Regions from separate parts of the Ovis aries genome. Here region 1 is linked to region 2. The links are chromatin contacts, called in public Hi-C maps. All regions are on one chromosome and are shown on one strand. The core of a region is the stretch at or near the end of the contact, and the rest is flanking DNA. Distances in the headings are between cores, read along the strand shown. Region 1 overlaps VAV2 (vav guanine nucleotide exchange factor 2). Region 2 overlaps VAV2 (vav guanine nucleotide exchange factor 2).

Region 1 (6,978 bases), core at 2,597-5,096, 72 kb after region 2:
ACCCCCACCCCCACCCCGGGCGCTCAGGCCTGACCCCTGTGTGGCCCCAGGCAGGGAGGAGCGTGCCGACCACTCCGTTTAAATGGCAGTGATGCGTGTCTTCCTGAATGTCCAGCCGCGTCACCAGGCCCCAGCCCTTTAATCGGGAGAAGTGGCGCTTCTGTCTCTGCAGAGGGGAAGGAATTGAATTGTGTGTGCGTGCGATTAATCTCGCTAATGGCAGCCTCTCTGGATTTGGGGGTTAGATGTTGAGTATATTGAAGCCAGCTGCTGGGATGATGGCCTTTGGAACAAATCAATTAGCTCAGGCTTACGGTACTAATTGGGTAACATCCGGAATTGCTCTGCTGTGATGCTTTGGAGGACGTTGGTATCGCCTGGCCGCAGCGAGGCAGAGGGCGGATGCAGTGTTTCTACGGAAGGCACTCGGGGTGGCCTGGCCTGTTAGGAATTGGGAGGGCACATCGTGATCTTGTTCCCACGTGCCGAAGGGGCGGAGTGTACACTCACTCAGGGGCTGGGGGCGGAGTGTACACTCACTCAGGGGCTGAAGGGGCGGTGTGTACACTCACTCAGGGGCTGCGGGGGCGGTGTGTACACTCACTCAGGGGCTGGGGGCGGAGTGTACACTCACTCAGGGGCTGGGGGCGGAGTGTACACTCACTCAGGGGCTGAAGGGGCGGTGTGTACACTCACTCAGGGGCTGCGGGGGTGGTGTGTACACTCACTCAGGGGCTGCGGGGGTGGTGTGTACACTCACTCAGGGGCTCTGGGGTGGTGTGTGCCCTCACTCAGCAACTGCGGGGGCGGTGTGTATGCTCACTCGGGCTGCGGGCGGTGTGTACGCTCACTCAGTGACTGTGGGGGCAGTGTGTACACTCACTCAGGGGCTGGGGGCGGTGTGTACACTCACTCAGGGGCTGCAGGGGCGGAGTGTACACTCACTCAGTGACTGGGGGCGGTGTGTACACTCAGGCTGAAGCGGCGGTGTGTACACTCACTCAGGGGCTGCGGGGCAGTGTGTACACTCACTCTGTGACTGGGGGCGGTGTGTACACTCAGGGGCTGCAGGGGTGGTGTGTACACTGACTCAGAGGCTCAGGGGCGGTGTGTACACTCACTCAGGGGCTCTGGGGCGGAGTGTGCCCTCACTCAGCAACTGCGGGGGCGGTGTGTATGCTCACTCGGGCTGCGGGCGGTGTGTACGCTCACTCAGTGACTGTGTGGGCGGTGTGTACACTCACTCAGGGGCTCGGGGGCAGTGTGTGCCCTCACTCAGCGGCTGTGTGGGTGGTGTGTATGCTCACTCAGTGGCTGCAGGGGTGGTGTGTGCCCTCACTTGCTGGCTGAGGGGTGGTGTGTACACTCACTCAGGGGCTGCAGGGGCGGTGTGTACACTCACTCAGGGGCTGCGGGGGCGGTGTGTACGCTCACTCAGGGGCTGCGGGGGCGGTGTGTACGCTCAGTGGCTTAGCTGTGTAGACCACAGCCAGCGTGTACCTTGCAGCCTCGCTGAAGTGTGAGCTCCGTGCCCTTGAGTACATCTACCTTGTGCAGCCTCCCCGCCTCCCGCCGAGGCAGAGCAGGCCGGCGCAGTAGTTACGGCGCTCGACGCAGCCTGAGCTCTGGGCTGTTGCCCCAGGGGGCAGGGCCAGCTTCAGGGTGATGCGTGGTTCACAGCTTTTGCTGAGGAGGGCTGCCCGAGGGGACGGGGGCCAGACCGGCTCACCTGTGCCCGCAGAAGGCAGGCCAGGGGGCCCAGGCGTCTCTGGGGGCATGGGGACAGGGAGCCCCATCAGATGTCGAGGTGTCTCCCCGGGGACCCCGATGGGCTCATTTCATCCCAGATGATACGCAGAGCGTGGAGCAGCTGGGACCCGAGTCCAGGTCTGACCTCACTCCCTGCAGGCTGGGACTCCCAGTACCTTCCTGTCCAAGCTGGGCGGGGCTGGGGGTTGGGGCAGGGGGGAGCCCCCTTCAGCACCCCGTGCAGTGGAGGGGCTGCTTTCTTTCAAGGACATTGGTTGTTGTTTGCTCTGGAAGGTCTCTCTCTCTCCTCGGGGGCAGGTGGCAGGAAGCTGACCCAGCACCCTGGACTTCTGTCCCATCTGCTTCTGGGGTTGTCCTGGGTGGGGAACTGGGGGTCCCCGGGTGGTGGCAGGGATGCTCTGTGGCCCCCGCACCCAGCGTGACCTCGAGAAGTCACCTCCCCTCCGGGCCTCCATCTCTCATCTTGAAAGGGCTCGACGTCCTCCGGAAGTGGAGCTGGGCTGGTGGGCGGCCGCGGTGGGGACCCTCTAGTCACTGTGGCCGGTGCTCCAGGCCCCGTGTCCCCCTCCTGCCATCTGTGGGCGCTGGGGGCCAGGAGGGTGCTCATCAGGAAGGCCGAGCGGGCTCTCCTAGCCCCTCCTGGGATGAATGTGGGGCTTGGTGGGGGAGTCCTCAGGGGCGGGGGGCTGCTGTCTGGCAACTGTTGTTTTTAGAGAGGTGGGTTGATAGGACCCCGGGAGTTCCACGGGCCCAGCTGGCCACAGCTCTGAAAGCCTGGCTACTTCCCTCCCTGGGAACCGTGGGCGGGTGGGCGGGTGGGCTTGGAGCAGCTGGGGCTGGCTTTGTTCCCCATTCCAGGGGCCTGTGTGCCTCGCGGGCCCCGCCCCCGCCGCCTCCCTGGGTGGTGTTATTTATGCTTCCAGGCAATTAGCTTCTGCAGGGAATCCCCAAGGGCTCTGTGCAGGGGAAGGGGTCTCTTCCCCTGAATGGGCCCAGCAGATGGCCCCCGGCCCGCCCCCGCCCAGAGGAGGCTCGTGATGGGTCCTGCTGTCCCCCGGTCTTGCCAGGCGGCTGCCTTGCATGCTGGCTCCCTCCTCTGAGTGGGCCTGAGCCCTGGCACCCTTTCTGGGGTTGACACTCCCACCGGTAGGTTACCCGCTGTCATGGGGGAGAGGGACCAGCCTTTGGGTCCTCAGTCCTGTCTGGGTCCCGCCAAGAGTGCCCCTCTGTGTGACCTGGGAAGAAAGTCCTACACTCCGGGTGGGGGCGGGCCGAGAGGGTGCCTGCCGGGCAGCGTGCGTCCCGGAGCCCCCCTCCGCGGTTTGGAGAACTTGTGCTCATCTGACTTGACCCCCGGCCCGAGCCGGGTGGCTGGGGATCCTGGTAGATTTCCGGGGAGTGTGGGTGCGAGAGCAGCCTTCTGTGCTTGCTGAATGAGCACAAAAGGTGGAAGCGCCAGCTTGCGGAGACCTGTCCTGCCGCAGGGGATTAGCTCTTGAGGGGTGAGATCTGCGCCTGTGGGCCCCAGGGAGGAGCAGCTCTGCTTGCCCCACGGCCTGTCTTCCGTCCTTGTCTCCTGGAGGGGAAGCGGTGTGCCCCCCCGTGGCCCTCGCAGACCCCGACCCACAGGGAGGAGAGCTTGCTCCCGGTGCCTGGCGTCCGGGACCACCCCCTGTCTGCTCAGGCCGAGCGGGTGTGAGCCGCACTCACGCCTCTCTCTCCCTGGGCTGCCGCAGGCAGGTGACGCAGCCTCTCTGAATCTGCTGTAGGCACGTGGCGTGGGGTTACCGCCGCTCCCTCCTCGGGAGGCTGGGGCGTGAGCTGGGTGGCCTGACCTATGCTGGTCCCCAGATTCCTGTTTTTGGCCAAGCTGTGCTGGGACCTGGGGCTGCCCGTGCGGACCTCGGCCTGGGAGGCGTGGAGGCCGCCTGCTGGCTGTGGTTGAGGGGTATGATATGTGATTCTGGGCCCCTAGGGGCCTGTGCGGACGGTTCTCTGTCTGCTGGGGCTCAGAGCACAAGGCCTGCACCTCTGTGTGCCCGGCTGACCTGCCCTCATGTACTTGGCTGACCTGCCCCCGTGTGTGTGGCTGACCTGCCCCTGTGTGCCCAGCTGACCTGGCTCCTCAGCGTTGGCTGAGTGGGAGCTGGCGTGTGCACGTGTTGTGGGTCAGGGACGCTGTGCCTCCCGGGGTCTGAGGGCCTGGCTTGGGAAGGGCAGCCCTGTGCATAGGGGAGGGGGCAACCGTGGCGCGAGTCACAGGCGAGGCCGCTGCAGGCTGGGGTCCTGGGCCCGCCAGGGCTTTGTACAAAGTGCCCCGGGGCCCGAGCCTCCCTGGCCTGGTGTGCTCTCTGTCTCGGGGGTCATCACTGTGCCTGCTGAGGTGCTGGGCGGCCCCGAGGGTCAGCGAGTCCTCAAGGATGCCAGGGGCCCAGCCTGGTGAGTGGCGGCCCGCAGGCAGGTGGGCGGTGGGCCCCGCGCTGCAGTGGGCGGCAGGGTCAGCCCAGCGGCCCTCAGGGCGAGCCCTGAGCAGACGCAAGTTCTGCCAAGTCCTCCCTGAAGGGAGCTGGGGTGCTCTCTGCATCGTTCCTAAGGGCCTCATTGCCGCTCTCAGCCTCCTGGAAACCCGTGACAGTGACTGCTGACGATGACGAGCCCTTAGCGGCTCCTCCTGCGGGCCACGGGCCCTCCCTGTGCCTGGCACACACATCCCGTTTCCACGCTGACCCAGGGAGATGAGCACGAGTTATTCACACCCACGAGCCTTCAGTTACTGGCTGGGGAAGCCAAGGCAGGGTGGGGTGGTGGGGCCTGGACGGGCCGGCTCCAGGCCACCTTGGGGGCCCGCCTTGCCCCAGTGCCCGCTGCAGATCAGGCTGGAGCTTCCTGGGGCTTGCTAGGTGCCTGCAACGCTCAGGTTCCTTAGCCCGGCCTGGAGCCCCCAGACCCGCGGTGACCCTGCCCCTTGGTTCCAGGCCCTGGGGACGCCTCCTTCACCCCGTGATGGTGAGGGAGGTGACGCCACCCCAAGGGGCATGGGATGGGCAAACCCTGGTCGCAGCCCCAGGGCAGAAGGACCTTGAGGTGGACCCTGAAGGCTGATGGGGGGGGTTTTTTCCCATTTCAAGGTGGCCCCTGAGGGTCCCCGAGGCCCATCAAGCAGCGTCAGACTCCCCTCCCATGTGAGGTGCCGGGTCCAGGGACCCTCAGACTGGAAGGAGTGTCAGACTGAGGGGTGGGAAGCCCCTGGAGATGCTGCTGCCTGTGCTCAGGTCTCGGAGTGCACACAGCCCCTGGGGTGGGAGGGTGGGGGGCTGCTCCCTGCTCCTCCTGCTGCTGGGGCCCCCAGGCGCCACCTTGGGCCAGGCCCGCCCACCTGAGGCCTCGGGGAGACAAGGCCCTTGGCCTTGGGGTGCAGGGTCCTAGGGAGGTGTGCCTGGGGGAGTTCTCCCGTTGGAGAAAGTTCGTCGGTTTTTTCGCTGTAAGTTTGGGCTGGGTGTCCAAGAGGGAGCTGCAGAGCGCGATGCCCTCCATGCTGGGGCCCCTCCGGCCTCTGGACTCAGGCCTTGTATATGCAGTGAGCTCCAGGCCCGGCTGCTGCTGGCGTCGTGATGGTTCGTGACCCGTCGTAGGGATCCCCCGCGAGGCTGGACGCGGGGCTGAGACCCGTGTGCTCAGCAGGAGTCCCTCTGCTGGCGTCCAGGCCGAGAGCTCCTGGACACGCAGCGCTCGGCTGGAGCCTCGCTCGCTGCCTGAGCCCGGGCAGGGGTGTGGACGGGCACTGGTTCTAGCCTGAGCCTTGGGCCCCCGGCGCTGGCCCAAGCACGCCCCCAGGCCAGCGAGCCGCGCGTGTCCCTTCCTCCTCCCCTCGCTGTCAGGGAGGAGTGACTATTTGGTCACAAGTGGGGGCCTTGGGGTGAGCCCCCAGGCCGGTTCCCGCTGAGCTTGCCCAGTGGGCCGGGTTCTGGGCTGGGCTGTGGGCGGAGGAGTGTGCGGTGCCCACCTGTGGGTGTGGATCCCGGGCCTGTCTGAGGGAGCCGCTCCCGGGGGCTGTGTGTCTGGCTGGGAGCGCGGGGGTCCAGGTTAGGGAGACCAGGGTGGCTCTCGATGGGAATGTGACCTGGAGCCCTGGGGGTGGCTCCCTGGGTCTCAAGCTGGACTGTGAGGGTCCTGCCTGGGCTGTTGCTGGCTGTGCCCAGAGGCTGCCCCGCCACCCTGCGAGGCCTTTGCGGTGTCCCCCGGGATGGGGGAGACTCCTTGGTCCTGGGGGGCAGGCAGGCCCAGAAGCTAAACAGACACATTGGAGCCCAGGAGAGTCGCCCAGGGCAAAACAGAAAGCAGCCCGTGGGTTTGGCACAGTCACTGAGCTCCCCTCTGCTGGTTTTGTGTGTGTGGCGGCGGGGAGGTGTGCCCTCTGTCCCGGCCTCCCTGGGGCTTTTGCTGGCTCTTAAGTCCTCCTCAGGCAACTGGCTCTGCTCTGGGCCGCGTCAGGCCTCCCCGCCCCAGCCCCAGAGGGGAGCAGCCTCCGTGCGAGCTCGTCTGAGATTTGCTGCCCGAGGTTTCTCCTGTTGTCCAGTGTGGTCCTTGCAGCGGTGGGTCCCCAGGGCAGCAGGGGGCTGTGGTCTGGGCTTTGAGCACCTGAGCTGGGTGGTCACCGACTGGCGCCTTGGGGGGAACTGGATGAAGAGTCCTGGCTCCCTCCAGCCCGGAGAGAAGTGGGAACCGCTTGGGGGCAGCGCAGAGCGCGAGCTTGCCTCCTGGTGGACCACCTTGGGGTGGTGGGCTGGTGCAAGGCCTTTGTCTCAGAGCTGCCCACACAGGCCGGGCCGGGGGACATTGGCTATCACCTGTCACCTGGGGCTGCGCCTCGGGAGGAGGTCTGCCCTGGGCTCATGCACAGTCGGTGGGCAGACGGACGGGGGTTGTCCACCCCTTGTGCTGCCTGACCACGTAAGGGCCTCCTCCTGAGCGCACAGTGGGCTCGCAGAAGCTCAGGCGGCTGCTCTGCCGCCCGCGGGCGAGTTGGTGTTTTCAGATCTGCTCTTGTCTGGGGATTAAAGAGCTATGAACAGCCTGGAGCACTGGGCCACGGCCACTCATCCGTGTGACAGGGACGCCTGAACACACAGACCTTGAAGTCGCCTGAGAAGGCAGGGTGGGCAGCAGGGGCCGCCTCCAGGGTGACTGGATCAGGGCCAGGCAGGTGGC
Region 2 (7,550 bases), core at 563-3,062:
TCTGTGAGTCTTTTTGACACGTCCCCACCGTTTTTTGAGCCCTGTCGCCTTCCTAGCACAAGATACCTGAGGTCACCTTGTGTTTTATTTTGCCCCAGCTCAGGAGCCAGCCGTTGGTGTAAGGGCCCCCGGGTCTGCGGTGTGGAGGTAGGTGTGAAGCTGGGATCTGGCTGCAGACACACCTCTGCTGTGGTGTCCCTGCCTCCGCTTAGCGCTCAGACCTGGGCAGTGTGTGCGCGTGTGCTCCAAGTAAACACAGACGTGTGTGCGTGTCTTGTGCACACAGGGCTACACGCATTCACCTTTCCGTTTGTTTTCTGTCTGTAGCGGTGCCGCCAAGTAGAAAAATGTGAGCCACATCCATCTCTTAAAAAAATTCCTGGTGGTCGTATGAAAAAGTAAAGAGAACTGCGTCGCATTAATTCTGAGACTGCACTGTGCGTGACCCACGCCCAAGGGGCCAGAGATCAGATCTGTGGGGATGCGGAAGGCATATTCTTTTCCTGCATCAAGCGCAGATGGACCGAGAGAAAAGAGCAGATACCCAGTGCATCTGTGGTATTAAAATTTCATGCGAGGAGGGCGATTAGGACAAACGCCTGGGAAGGCTCCTGAGGGGGGTGATGCCAAAGGCTTCCTGAGCACTGGCATTTCCAGGTGGCGGGGTCCGTGGGCACCCAGTGGGTGCCCCCGGGCTGGTGTGGGGGAGGGGAGCGCAGAGGCGGGGGGCGGGGCGCCCCGGGCGCTGACGTGCTGGCTGGAGGGCCCTTGCAGCCTGGGTGTGTGTGTCGGAGGGGAGGCCAGGGGCTGAGGCTTGGGTCTGGAGTCGGCAGGGAAGGCTGGCGGGTGTCCCCTGCCCTGGTCGTGGGTGGGCACGGGCTGGCGGCGGGGGAACGTGGTTTGTTCATGCTGTGGGTGCAGATGACAGCCCCCGGCTTTGGGGTGACCGCTGGCGGGCGGGGAGAGCACTGCTGAGTCCCGGGCGGGAGGCTGTGCTGAGGGGTGACCCGTGGTGTCCGTGTGTGGCCTGGGGCCTGGAAGCGGGGCGTGTGGGTGCTGGAATGAGGACTCAGCTGTGCCTGGGCCCAGGGCCTGACCAGGGCAGGCAGCCACACGGTGACCCCACTCTGGGGCCTCGTTGGAGCCATTTCTGGCCCTGAGGTTCCACACGGCCGCGGCTGGCCCCTCGCGGGCAGCCAGGTGTCCTCCGGCCCCGCCATCTGTGCCTGTGTCCAGGCCGTGCCTGCGGCCGAGGTTTCCCAGGATGAGGGCAGGGCTGACTGCCCCTTGGGTCCTGCTCCTGCCCTGGCGCCCAGCCGGCCACCGCCGCCTGTCTTCCCAGATCAGGAGTTGGCAGATGCTGTCTGTCGAGGGCCAAGTAGTAAATATTCCGGACCCGGTGGGCCAGATGGTCCCCTTGCCAACACTGGACTCTGCCCTCATTTGGCGAAGGCGGTCTGGATGATTTGTGAAGGAGTGGGGGGTCTGTGCGTGGTAGAAAGAGATGTGAATTTCGGATACTTTTCACGTGTCAGGAATTAACTATTTTTTTTTCTAACCATTTAAAAACGTGAAAACCTTTCTTAGCCTGGAGGCTGGGGAGAGCCAGGCTGCGGTTCGCCTGCTCAGAGCTCTTCCCAGAGCCTGCCCGTGTCCTGGTCCCCGGGGATCCTCCCCTCCCCGTTCCCATCACAGTTTGCAATTATGTCTCCATTTGTATCCAGAGCCCTTGGCACGGGCTGCTCAGGCAGGAACTGCTCCAGGGAACAAAGCTTCCTCCGGGCTCACCTGGTGCCCGGAAACCGTGCTGAGCGCGGTGGCGATGACCTCACCGCGTCCCCGGAGCGAGTGTGGCCCAGGCTTCTGCACCCTCAGCCCGCTGAGCTGCCTGCAGCGGCCGTGGAGGGGGCCCCCGCTCGGCCGCTCGGCTGCGGCGAGAACCCTGTGATGACGTGCCACTGGCTGGCCAGGCCTCGGTCTCCCTGCTTGGACCGGGGCTGACTGTGGTCGCCTCTCAGGCCGTCGGGAGGATTTGGAGAGAAAATGTGGGCCTGCCTCTCGCCAGGCCTGGTAAGCCTCGGAACACCGTGCCTCCACCCCACGCCCAGGTGGCCAGCTTGTTCCCGCAGGCTGGTCACTGGCCCTGGCTCGCTGGCGGCCTCCCGGGGCAGGGCCTCCACCATCCACCTGGCCTCCCTTCGCCTCTAACGGCTGTAAGGCCTCTTGGTGGTATGGCCCCCTGTGGGATGCCAAGGCCCCGGGTTTTCCACCCCCCTCCTGCCCCAGGTGGTGTGTGTGGGGGGCATGGAGGACCCTGGGCCCAAGTGGAGGACCCAGGCCGGTGGGCCTAACGGAAAGGATCTTACCCGTTCTCTCTGCCGCTTCCTTCTGAGCGGCTCTTGGCTGGCTGGCGCAGTACTTGCTGTCCTGTCCTTTGCGGCTGTGCTGGTCCTCAGCCGATATGGATGTTCAGGTTCCTGGGGACAGGGAGGCCATGGAGGGCTTCATGGAGGAGGTGGCGCCTAAACTGCCCTGGGAAACCAGATGCCTTCAGGTAACTCAAGGTTGGTGGTTACTGTAGGGGTGGGGCTCAGTGGGGGCAGAGGCAGGGATAGAGGGTTCCCACTCCGCACCCCTCACTGCCCCCGGCAGATGGCTGCTGCCTGGCCATGCTCTGTCCTGAGAAACTTTGCTCCCTGGCAGGCCGGCCATGGCACTTCCCCTGGGCCTCAGGAGACCCTGTGAGGCGCAGGGCTGGGCGGCTGTGCCCCGTGAATGGAGGGGTGACAGGCGGCCCTGGGACACCCAGCTGCATGATGGCAGAGGCCTCGGGCCAAGCCGCCCAGGTCTTTTGGCCTCTAGAGTGCCCTTCACTTTGCTCCTCTGTCTCTGCCAGCTAAACAGCCTTGGCATGGTCCCAGTGGGTGAGGAGGCAGGGGACGCGCAATGCCTGAACCCAGAGCCGGCCGGCTGCCCAGCTCCACCTTGACGCTCAGTGGGTGGTGCCCCTGCCCTGCCGCTCCACACCCTCACGCTGGGCGGCTGGCCCTTTGTGGCCTGGGGCTCTGCTCCTCCCTGGTGAAGCCCCTGAGCTTGACTCAGGACAGTTGGGGCGGGGGCACGGACCTCATGCGTGCCGGGTTGGGAGCTGGCTCTTGGCCTGGGTGGGATGGACCCTCCCACCGCCCCCCCCCAGCCAGGGAAGCTTCCAGTTCAGCCTGGATGACCCCCCTCTCCCCGCTCTGTCCGTGTTCTCAGCCCTCTGAGGCGCCACACTTTCCGGGGACTCTCCGGAGGTCAGCATCCCGTGGCCGCCCAGGCCGTTTCAGTTTCTGAATCCCAGACATAAACAAGAATAATAACCACGCGGCCCCAGATGGAGGTGGGGCGGCGCTCGGGGTGCCCGCTGGCCGGGACAGGAGCCCGTGGGGCGGCCCCCACGTGAAGCTCCCCACCTTCGGAAGCTTGCGTGTTGCTGGGAGTGCACGCTCTGTTTTGTGGGACCTGTCATCACTGCGGAGTTTATATAAGGATTAAAATATTTATCTTTAACACACTTTCCTCGTCCCCATGAACCGGTTTAAACTTTAGGCTGTAAACGCTTGTGAATTGGTTTGTTTGGTTTTGTGCGTTTGGTGACAAAGGCAGCTTGCGGATGTGGTATCCGGTGAGAGCGGGTCCAGGCGGGTGGGAGCACGGCCACCAGCTGCCTGGCCTCCCATCCTGCCGTGGGCTCGGTGGCTTCCAGGCCTTTCCAGGGATGGGCCCCCACCCGACCTAACCCCCGAGGCCTTGTCATCTCTGCCGGGTCGGGCACTTGTCTGCTGTCGTCTGCTGTCAGAGAGCTTTTGAGATGTCTCCACACTGCCTTCAGACCAGTTCATCCGCTCTGCTGGGGCTTCGAGGCTGCAGCCAGAGGCATGTGTGCTGGAACGTAGGGGGCGGCAGGACAGCGTGCGAGAGGGCGCGTCGCCTGACTGCAGTCCCCTCGCAGGTGGGCGGGTTTTGATTCCAGGTGTTTCTCTGCTCCGTGCGCCTCCCCGTCCCTCCCAGCCCTGCCTTTGCCCGTCTCCCTCTGAAACACACTGTCCATACTTCTCCAGGCTTCATCCACATCTGCCTGATGGACGTATTTGTCTCACACGCGTAGGACGCCATCAGGGGTAGGGTGCAGGCACGGTGCGGAGCTCGTGGGTGACCCCCGACCCCCGGCCCCCGGGTGAGGGGCCAGTGCAGCCCTCTGGGCGGCTGTGGCTCCGAGTCGCCGAGTCGCCTGCCCGGCCACGCAGTCCTGGGCTGGGCTCACCCGGCTGGCCCTCCTCACGCAGGGGTTCCAAGGCCTGGGTTTTGGTCTCCTCCCCGTGGGGCCGGCTGTGGTTGGCAGTGTTCCTGCCGGGTTTGGCCCAGTGAAGGTGGAGGGTCGTGCGTGCAGCATGGACCTCCCCATCTTCCAGCCACACCGGGTGTCTGGTTCCCGGTGCCCGGCGCTCAGGGCAGCTGGAGAGGTTTAGTCTGTTCATGCCTCCAAGGCCCCCTGGGGAGGTGGAAGGTTCTAGACACCTTAAGGTCCTGAAGCCACATCCTGAGACGCTCCCTCCCTGGCCCTAAGCTCCGAGACCCTCCCTTCACCCTCCACGCCAGAGGCGGGGCATCTGAGCTCCCTTCCCCCGGCTTGTCTGGCTGCTGGGACTGGAGGCAAGCATCGAGGAGTCTTGGGCGCGAGGGGTGCCTCTCAGAGCCCAGCCGCTGCCGTCTCCGCCTGGCAGACCCCTCGCTCGGGTGGATTCTGCGCGCCCACCGGATGCGGGAGGCCTCTCTCTGCCAGAAGTGGTTCAATTCCTTTGTCACCACAGGGCTCAAAGGAAGCAGGTGGAGGCAGGGCCGCAGGGTGTGGCCCAGGCTGGGGATGGGGCGGGGCCCCCCTGGTTCCCATCCCATCTGCCGCGTGCCCTCCCCGCCCCTCTGGATTGCTCGCCGTAAAGGGACCAGACGCCCCTCTCTCGTGATGGCGGGGCACAGTCGGTGTGGCGAGGGCCTGGGGCTGGAGCCTGGGCTTTGCCACGGATCTCTGTGGGCCCTTGAGCTTGACCTTCATGGAGCCTCGGTTTCCTCCTCTGTAGGATGAGGACAAACAGCATCTTCCACGGCAGGCGATGGGTAAATAGCGTGTGGTCTAACCAGTCATTGGGGTGCCCTCAGCTATAGGGAACAAAGCCCGGAGACCCTCCGGCGTGGGTGGGCCTCAGAAACGTTACGCTGAGTGACAGGAGCCAGACACAGGAGGACAAGCGCCGCGTGATTCCGTTTCTGAGAAATGCCAGGACGTGCAAATCCGCGGACACAGAGGGCAGGTTGCTGGTCGCCGGGGAGGGGTGTGGGAGGGAAAGCGGGGGAGGGGGGTGACTGCCAATGGGTACGGCTCTGTTCGGGGTGACGGAAGGTTCTGGAATTAATTGCTGGAGTCGTTGCACAACATGGGAAAGTTCTAGATTTTGTTGTGTGTGTGTGTTTTTTTTTTTTTTTGGCTGGGCTGTGAGGCTTGTGGGGCTTTAGTTCCCCGGCCGGGGATTGAGCCGAGGCCCTTTCAGTGAAAGCAGTGAGTTCTCACCACGAGCCCACCAGGGAGTCCCCTCACATGCGTCACTGTTGCTTGGTCGCCAAGTCGTGGCTGACTCTCGCGGCCCCGTGGACTGTAGCCCTCCAGGCTCCTCTGTCCAGGGCTTTCTCCAGGCAAGAACGCTGGAATGAGTTGCCATTTCCTCTTCCCAGGGGATCCTCCGGCCCAGGGAGCAAAGCCCTGTCTCCTGCATTGGCAGGGGGGTTCTTTACCCCTGAGCCGCCAGGGAGGCCCGTGTTCTGTACACCTTACTGCAATGAACAGGAGCACCACCCTCGTGGGGCTGGGCGGAGGATTTCGAGAGGAGCTCAAGGAGGTGTGTGGCCTGGACACCTGTCCCCGAGCTGGTCCTTCCTCCGAAAGGAATGTTAAGTCACGTGCGTCAAGGCAAATGCACGGACAGCGTACACTCACTCACTTTGAAAGAGTCCCCTGACGTGCACCAGCTCTAAGGTCGTCACTGAATTTGGTCCAGTGCTGTTTCTGTTCCGTTTCTTTGGCCCCAAGGCACGTGGGGTCTTCGCTCCCTGACCGGGGACGGAGCCCACGCCCCTGCGTTAGAAGCTGAAGTCGTAACCACCGGACTGTCAGGGAGCGCCCCAAACAGTGTTTTTAGAGATCCGGAACACTTAAGTGTTGCCTCTGACCTAAGACTCCTCCGTGGGCCCTTAGCGGTGCCAGCCCACGGCGCCTGTGGGGTCAGCCAGGCCCACGGGGCCTGCCCCGGTCCACACAGGACAGGGAAGGGAGAGCCTGTGTCTGTCACTGGTCCGTCCTGTGATGTTGGGTAAATCACCTGCCTTGTCTGTAGCCTCGGGACGCGGATGCTGACCGCAGGGGTTCCGAAAGCTGGATGAGCTCCTCTGAGTGGCAAGATCTGCCCAACATCCAGCCTAAGCCCCACTCCACCCCCGTGTGGGGGGTCTCAGGCTGGGCCCGGGGAGCCGCCCTGAGATGAGACGGGAGGTGAGCCGGGGGGCCGGGAGGGGGCTGGGGGCCGTGGCCTGCCCCCTGCAGTAGCTTTCTGCCGTGGGCGCTGAGCACTCGGGGGACTGTCCTCGAGGGGCATGGCCCGGGGTAGGGGAACCCGGGCCCCTGTCACCACTCCTGGGTTCTGGGCAGACAGAAGTGGTGGGGTCACCACTGTGGGCCCCGGGGCGGTCAGCCCTGTGGATGTCGGGCCCCGGGGTGGACGTTGGGCCCCGGGGTGGACGTTGGGCCCTGGGGCGGTCAGCCCTGTGGATGTCAGGCCCCGGGGTGGACGTTGGGCCCTGGGGCGGTCAGCCCTGCGGATGTTGCCTGCCGCTGCTGAGGGAAGTGGCTGTCTGTGCGAGTTGGGTGGTGGTGACATGACGCCACCCCTCTCTCCGCCCCGGGAGCTTTCCCCGGAGTCCCTGTTGGCTGAGGATCTGGAGAAGGACCCGGCCCCTCTGTAGGCAGTAACAGGGCTGGCTTCGGAGGGTGGCCGTGAATGACCTGGGAGTCGGTGGAGGAGGAGACTGGGGAAGACCTGGGCTCCGTCACTGCTCGGGGCTCCGTGTCGGGTGGGTGGGGGAGCTGGGGCTGTGTGTGCCCCCCCAGTCTAGGTGGGGGCAGGGGTGTGGGGGCGTCCCCCAGTCTATGTGGGGGCAGGGAACTTTGCTAGAGGAAGTGCCTTTTAGCTGAGCCTCGCAGAATGCGTGTGAGTTGGCTCGGTGGGGGTGGGGTGGGGACTCCCCGGCCCCCACTTCTGGCTTGTCAGTCTCGGGCCGGGCCAAGCCTGGTCGGCCTCTGGCTCTGAGTCTGCCTCCTGCTTTCTCCCCTTCCTCCTCGGTTGCCTGTCCTCTCGGCCCGGGAGGCCGAGTGGGACCTGGGCGCTCACCTCACTGATGTCCGGCACCCTGCCTTCCTGCACTGGGAGCGCCCTAACGTGGGGGCTGATGGGACGGGTCGA

The links. Hi-C and Micro-C count contacts between places; a contact is called where the count stands out from the background.
Region 1: a Hi-C map of liver shows a contact between it and region 2, with 1.9 times the contacts expected there. The contact joins two enhancer-like sites. A contact is called at or near these places in 4 of 16 Hi-C or Micro-C datasets (hypothalamus, liver, mixed tissues and 1 more).

Annotation. Positions count from the first base shown.
Region 1 is chr3:2,261,490-2,268,467 of ARS-UI_Ramb_v3.0, forward strand. The region is part of intron 2 of VAV2 (vav guanine nucleotide exchange factor 2); the gene reads left to right. Among named protein-coding and RNA genes, the nearest start is that of VAV2, 78 kb to the left of the region's middle. Within about 2 kb of position 3,847, at least 1 of the 54 cell types and tissues checked has an H3K27ac peak or open chromatin away from gene starts, as enhancers often do. A contact at or near this core is called in liver, where this site is marked.
Region 2 is chr3:2,191,864-2,199,413 of ARS-UI_Ramb_v3.0, forward strand. The region is part of intron 1 of VAV2 (vav guanine nucleotide exchange factor 2); the gene reads left to right. Among named protein-coding and RNA genes, the nearest start is that of VAV2, 8.7 kb to the left of the region's middle. Within about 2 kb of position 1,813, at least 5 of the 54 cell types and tissues checked have an H3K27ac peak or open chromatin away from gene starts, as enhancers often do. A contact at or near this core is called in liver, where this site is marked.